Regions from separate parts of the Mus musculus genome. Here region 2 is linked to region 1. Evidence: chromatin contacts called from public Hi-C data. All regions are on one chromosome and are shown on one strand. The core of a region is the stretch at or near the end of the contact, and the rest is flanking DNA. Distances in the headings are between cores, read along the strand shown. Region 1 has its middle 38 kb from the start of Gm40160. Region 2 has its middle 28 kb from the start of Gm34078.

Evidence for each region. A called contact is a pair of places that touch in the nucleus more often than the background predicts.
Region 2: a Hi-C map of muscle stem cells shows a contact between it and region 1, with 1.5 times the contacts expected there. The contact joins two enhancer-like sites. A contact is called at or near these places in 1 of 484 Hi-C or Micro-C datasets (muscle stem cells) and 2 of 115 datasets of contacts at active chromatin or transcription factors (oligodendrocyte precursor cells and pancreatic cancer cells).

Annotation. Positions count from the first base shown.
Region 1 is chr3:143,910,729-143,914,129 of GRCm38.p6, forward strand. No RefSeq gene overlaps it. Among named protein-coding and RNA genes, the nearest start is that of Gm40160, 38 kb to the left of the region's middle. Within about 2 kb of position 1,818, at least 48 of the 459 cell types and tissues checked have an H3K27ac peak or open chromatin away from gene starts, as enhancers often do. A contact at or near this core is called in muscle stem cells, where this site is marked.
Region 2 is chr3:144,106,092-144,109,492 of GRCm38.p6, forward strand. No RefSeq gene overlaps it. Among named protein-coding and RNA genes, the nearest start is that of Gm34078, 28 kb to the right of the region's middle. Within about 2 kb of position 1,735, at least 31 of the 459 cell types and tissues checked have an H3K27ac peak or open chromatin away from gene starts, as enhancers often do. A contact at or near this core is called in muscle stem cells, where this site is marked.

The DNA of each region.
Region 1 (3,401 bases), core at 568-3,067:
TGACTGAAGTAGCTTCACTCGGCCTCCCCCGAAAGGCCCAGGAAGGAAGCAGGAGTGTCTGTTGCCTCACTAAGAGAAGGTGTGTTACAAGCCAGTTCCCAAGCAAGAGCACAAAGCTCTTCTCAATGTCTCCGCAGCCAGGTTGACAAAGGAACACAACGATGTTCTTCTAAGCTGAGGCTTAACCGAATGATCACTGTTTTTCTCTGAGATGTTTCTGCTTCTCAGCTGGTTCTCAAGGTCTCCACTTAACGTAGACACCCTCTCTTATTTCTTTCCTCGGGTTTGTCTGTCTTACCCAACAATGGACTTGATTCCTCCTTTCTTTCCCTTCACACAACAGAAACAACTACTACCTCCCAATCAGCAATGCCAAACCTTCAAATCCTTTAAGTCTCAAAACTGCCACACCTCTTCCAGGGGGTCTTCCTGGTTTGCTCACTGAAATGGTACCTAGTATCTAAGCCAAACCTTTCCTTCTTTGCCATATCGTGTCTTTTGGTTCGCAGCTGCAAACCCAGCTCCTAACAGTCACAAGAACCAGAGCTTTACAGTGTAGTCACTCAACACACAACATGGAAAGATACAAAAAAGTAAACCTTCATGACATGCCTTGGGATGAAAGTAGTCACAGTGCGACTTACAACATGTGGCCTCTGTCAAGACTAATGATGCCAGGGACCTCAGTTTCTCCATCCAGACTAAGGAATAAGACAGTGGCTGCTTAGTAAGATAAAGAGTTGGAACAATTTTTTTTTTAGGTGACATGCCTAAGCATGTATTAATATGCCAAATTCACCATTAACCCTTGCATATAAAAAGCTCTCTGTCTATAGTAACTCATGCTGCAATTGAGGTGGAGATATATATATATACATATATATATATATATATATATATATATATATATATATATATATAGAGAGAGAGAGAGAGAGAGAGAGAGAGACATACACACACACATATACCCTGTCTATCAAAGAATAGGGTTTGGAGTAAGCGCACACTAGCACTCACATAATTAAACTTTGCTGTGATGCTCATGACCACAGAAACAGGGTGCTACTGGGCCAGGTCTGTGGTCCCCAAGGAAAGATGATTTGACGTGAATTGATTGGAATGGTGTTAGCTAAAATCCATGAAGTTAGTAATCACATACACAGTACCTCCAAAGAGTCCTTTAGTGGTTTTATAATGTACCAACCACAGACGGCTTCAATTTGGTACTGTTATTAAGCAAATAAATGGGTTTTTTAGATATTTAACTTCTAATCATATGTGAGCTTCAGGAAGCTCAATGCTCCAATGGCATCGTTAAATACCTCTTTGTTACAAAGCCATGCTTTGACTTCTGAGGCAAAGTTGAGGGCCTAAATTCAACCCCATTAGTTCATATCTTGCCCAAAATTCAGCTTATAATGAAGCCGGCAAATTAGGTCCCCTGACCATAAACCTCACAGAAGGAAAGCAAGCAGAGCATGAATCAAAAAGGCTTTACACAGCAGTTAGCTATTAGTAACATATAAATTAAGTGTACAATCAAAGGGGGAGGCGTAAGTTTAGTAGTTATGGTCTCAGCGAAACCCAACCCAGCATTCTGAGTGAAAGGGGTGGTAATGATGATGATAAAATAATACCAACGAGAGCTCTTTCATTGTGTTTTTGACAAATGATAAGCCCTGGAACTTGGAGCCTCCTTTTTTAATTCATCGCTGTTATCCTTGTCAGGTTGTACCAAATTGTCACAGCCCATCTGGCTTCCAACCCTCACAGGCTTGCTCCAGACCTCAGCTGGAAGTTTTGAACAATGGGATGAGTCACGGTTAGCCACAAGTGTGAGTCTATTACCACAGTTGGTCTGTGTCACCAAGCTTGCAAAACTCTGCCTGAATCATGTCAATTAAGTTTTGAGCGCTGCTATTTACAGGTTCTTTAATTCTTCCCTAGAGAAATATTGAGGAGGATCATAGTCCACTGCTCTCAAGGGAGGAGTTTGTGAACTTGCTCACGCTCACACGTGGGCGCAACTGATTCCCTACATGCTGGAAGAAGTTAGCATCTCTGGCTTCTATGAAAGCTGCTTCCAGGCTCTGTGGTCTGGTGACCAAATTTATATTGACAGACTCTTTGGGGCTATGGAGGTTTGAGCAAACAGACCACAGCGACTCACTGTACTGAGCACTTGAACCTCCGGACCTATTGTTAAGGCAGGTCTGTTCCAGGTGATGGGAGAGACGAAGTAAATTCAAGAATGATTTTTGAAAAAAATCACCTTACGAACACTGATGAGATTAGCCTTACATTGTCTAAGAAAGCCACAGTAATTCAAGTATACTCGTGCCTCATAATGGCCAATAAATGTTCCTGTCAGAGTTCCAAAAAAGGGGCACAATCAGTACAGAGCATTTCTGTTTTCTATTTTTGTGCCATGTTAAAAAAGAAAAAAAAAGTAAAAATAGCCATCAGACTGATACTCTCCCTCCCCCTCTTTTTGACAATTTGTGGAGAGAAAAAAAAAAAAAAGGTTCGTTCTGAGGCTGAAAGTTTGCATGCCAAGGTTTCACTTGGAACTAATTTTTATGGCTGAGTTAAAAAGACCCTGAAAAAAAGAAAAGTTTCAAATGGAAATGCTGACACAGCTCTGCCCACAGTGGCAAGAAGGGAGGTTCAATAATGCCCGTTTGTACCTTGTTTGCCTAATTGTTGCTTTAGAAAAGGAATCTGGCTGCCTAGCCTTGGGCATCACCCATAGCTTAACCACATCTGTCTACTCATTATTGGGACTATCTGGAGCCTGCAAAAGTTAGCACTGAGCCTTGATTTGAAAGGAACCCAGTAATTCATTGTGGGGCAGGACACACAGAAGCATTCCCTGCCAGGTTTCATTACCCTAGACTCACCTCCACCTAGATGGCGCGGTAACTTCCAACAGAAAGGAGAACAGGAAAGCGTCTTTGTTACTCGTTCTGTACATCGTAATTCTTGGCAATTGTCTACTAATTGTTTTCTAAAACTAGAAATGCCGACGATGAGCTGTTTGTGCAGATGAAATGGCAGTGCAAGTTGTCTGGACACTGGGACGGACGAGGACCGGAGTCAGACTTCCATCCACCATGACGATTTTAAGGTGGCATCCTCTGAGGTTTAATCTGGATGGGGAGAAAGACGGCACTGGGAAGTTTTGAAGCAAGCAAGAGTCTGCCTTGCTACCTCCTGGGGAAGGCTGTTCAGAAAGCTCTCATCTGACTAGAAAGGCTGAATTTCACAGCCTTCTGAAATAGTAACAACAAAAATAAGTATTCTGCCATATGAAGGAAACCCATGAAGTTTGTGTGTACTCCTGGCCAGAGTTCCCATGGAGTCCTTTGCGGTTCCACAGGTTGGGGGTCTGCAGAGCATTG
Region 2 (3,401 bases), core at 485-2,984, 200 kb after region 1:
TTTTAAATCATTATCAAACCTCTTTTGTGCAGCATTTCTGTAAGTTCTCAAACAATGTCACTGTTTTCATGTAAATTTCTTTTCACTGAGACCGCTGCTTTGGGAAAGCCCAGAAACTGTAGTTGAGTTACATAAAGGGACGAGTTATTGCCTCCTATGGAAGACTCTCTGTGTTAATAATGATCTGAGAGCTGCTGTTCCTGTGCCCTTATTAAGCGATCCGTGATTCAAAATGTGAAAGGAGAAGGGAAGCCTTCACGTTTTCATTAATTACTTCTGCCTAAGATGCTGGCAGGGCTCCGTAGACCCTGTAGTAGCCCTGGAATCTGGAGGACAATGCTCCTCTAAATGTCAGTGTCCTAGGACTTCATCTCATTGCGAGTCTGACCAGGGGTGGGAGTGGAGGGGCCTGGTATTCCCCAGTAGAGGCTAGATTTCAGTGAGATGTTTTCCTGTGCTTCAGACACCTGAGTCTTGCCACCAAGACAGCTAGAAGCATAAAAAACACAACCTGGAGTGACTTGTTGGAGAGGTGGGTTTTGTCAGGCCTACAGAAATAGAACTGAGTCTCCACAAGGAACTAGACATTCCCTCCTCTGAGGGCTCACTGTGATAAGAAACAACCTAGCCTATTTGAGTATTTCTACCCCTACCTCCCCCACCCCCGAGATGTTTTTATTAGAAAATTATAGTCAGTCCATTAAGACTTCCTCTCCTGCTCACTCCACGCCCCAGGCTTGTTCCTCAAGGATCCCTGAGCTTCCTCTCTAAATCCTGAGCACACCTACACAGCTCAGTGACTGCCATGGGATGTTTTGGGAGGGAGCAAGGGGGAAGAGAAGACTTCACAAACTCCATATCCATTTGCAAAGGACTCTGTGCATGGATGTATCTGGGTTTTAAAGGAAAGAAGACTCCCATAAGCCCACAATCCTTAAAATATGGAGCACGGAAATACCAGCAGTGATGGCAAACTTTCCACACTCACGGTGTCTGCTAGTTCCATCACTTGCCATGAAATGACAGCTGACTTATGTAAGCCTAGGTGCACCCCTCACTGGACTGTGTGCTTTTATGGCTTTGACTACTGGCCCCACTAGGAAGAATAAAAGCGAGTTGGTTTGGGGGTAAATGTTACTGGAAAAGAAATAGTTCCACTGGAAAAAGACATGTATGTTCATTAAAGCACTGTTTTGTTGGTTTTTCATTTTTTTGCTTTTAGTCCAACACTGGTTCACCCTGGCAGTCGTCCTCCTTGCAACCGTGTTATGCCTTCCAGCATATCCACCCACCTCATCTAACTCACCCCACCTGTATTTTTTTTTTTGACTTTCCATGGGGTTTTTGTTTTGTTTGTTTCCTTTTGCTTTGTATTTGTGGATCTCTTTCCGAGGAGTCCTTTTGGGTACTTTGGAAAAGTAGAATATTTTGCAGGACGAGATATGTGCAAACTAGTAAACAGGCCTTCCACCCTATTTCCAGTGTCTTTTCTTCTTTCTCAGAGGATCTATTGCTGAAGAAGCAGTACAACAAAGCGAGACATCTTTGTGTTCTGTCAAAGCTGAGCTTCAACCACAGCATTATCCAGGCCCTGGACTTCCAAAGGCCAGCCTGTCCAAACCCATCTACAGCTGCAACGGACCTGGGCTGAGGCAGGAGTGGGAGGCCTTAGAAGCCAAGCCTGCAGCTCTACATAGAACTGTGGCAGAGGGGGAGGCTGGGGCCCATAGAAACCCCAGCAGCAAGGGAAAAACAGATTGACTCTCAGTGACTCATTTAGCTCCTGGATTGGACAGATCTCTCCCCTGCTGGCGATTTGGCTCTGCATCAATAGTTCGGATACCGGGCTGAATAGCTTAAAATAATTAGAGGGAAAAAATCTGAAAAACGGCTAGCCATCCAACTCCTCACTCAGCGATGAAAGACACAGGACAAACGACATCTAGGTTATTAAATATGAAGTCACTGGATCCGCTGCACATTAGGTCCAAAAGCAGAGAACTGGATAAAACTCAAATTTATAAGTCAGCGTAGATGGCCTGTTTGTCCTTGAGGCAATCCATGAATTTTGGCTGGGCAAGCATTGTGACATGTGGAAATAATGGGGGGGGGGGGTGAACAATGTTTGATTTCACCCCCACTCAGCTTCCACTCCCTGGGGAGGAAAAATGAAAATGTCAATAAAGAGTGTGAACGAGAAGAGAAATGGAGTCTGGGCCCAGAGTTTAGTAGTTGGCAGCTCAAACTTTATATACTTTAGGCAGACAGGCGGCTGGGTTTCCTGTACTTTATACCCAATGTACAAAAACAGAAGCAACAGGCTCGTTTGGTATCAGTAAAGGTCAGTTAAAATTATAGAGACATCCTTTGGAGCAGATCCCCTGCCTTGTATTTGCATATTTATGAACTAGAGATTATGACAAGCCATTCCATTTATTAGAGCAGTGCTGCTATAGTTAATAGTCTGTCAGCATTTCCATTATAAACCCCGTTTTTCAGTGTTTTAATATCTCAGCTGTTAGAAAGCACATCAGGCTGAAAAGTGGTCTTCAGCCTCTTGGGCCCACAGCGGGCCGAGCTGCTGCCGCTGCTGCTGGTGATGGGGCCTTGGAAGCCAACAAAGGCATTTAAATCAAGCCAACCGTTTCTGCATTTGATGCTAACAGAAAGTAGAAAATCAAGGATTTGAGAAAGCTGGTTGAATTCTTCCCTCCCCCTCCCACAAATGATCTCCTTCCCTCCCTCTCTTCCCCCCTTCTTTTGTTCATATGTACCAATGAGGTGTACATTCTCTAAAGAAAAGACTGAGGTTTTGTTTTATTTTGTTTTGTTTTTTTCAAAGCAAAGAGTCAAAGTTTTGACTTGACTTGGCAAAGTGATCTCTTGTACCTCACTGGAATCAGGGGAAGGGAATCAAAGTAAAGCAAAGAAGTGAAATTCATCCATCCATCTATCTGTCTATCTGTCCATCCATCCATCCATCCGTCCATCCATCTATCTGTCCATCCATCCATCCATCCGTCTGTCCGTCCGTCCATCCATCATCTGTCCATCTGTCTATCTGTACATCCATCCATCCGTCTGTCCATCCATCTATCTGTCCATCCATCCGTCCGTCCGTCCGTCCATCCATCTGTCCATCCATCTGTCCACCCATCCGTCCATCCACCCATCCATCTGTCCATCCATCCATCCATCCATCCACCCATCCATCCATCTATCTGTCCATCCATCCTAGTTGAATTGGCTCACAGACCCAAAGACTAATGAGTCTAAATCTCAGGATGAGCCAGCAGGCTGAAGACCTAGGGAAGATGTGATTGTTGCAGTTCTGGTCCGAAGACTGTTAGCCAAATTCCTTCTTTCTAGGGGAAGTCAGTCTTTGAATGCCTTCATCTGAC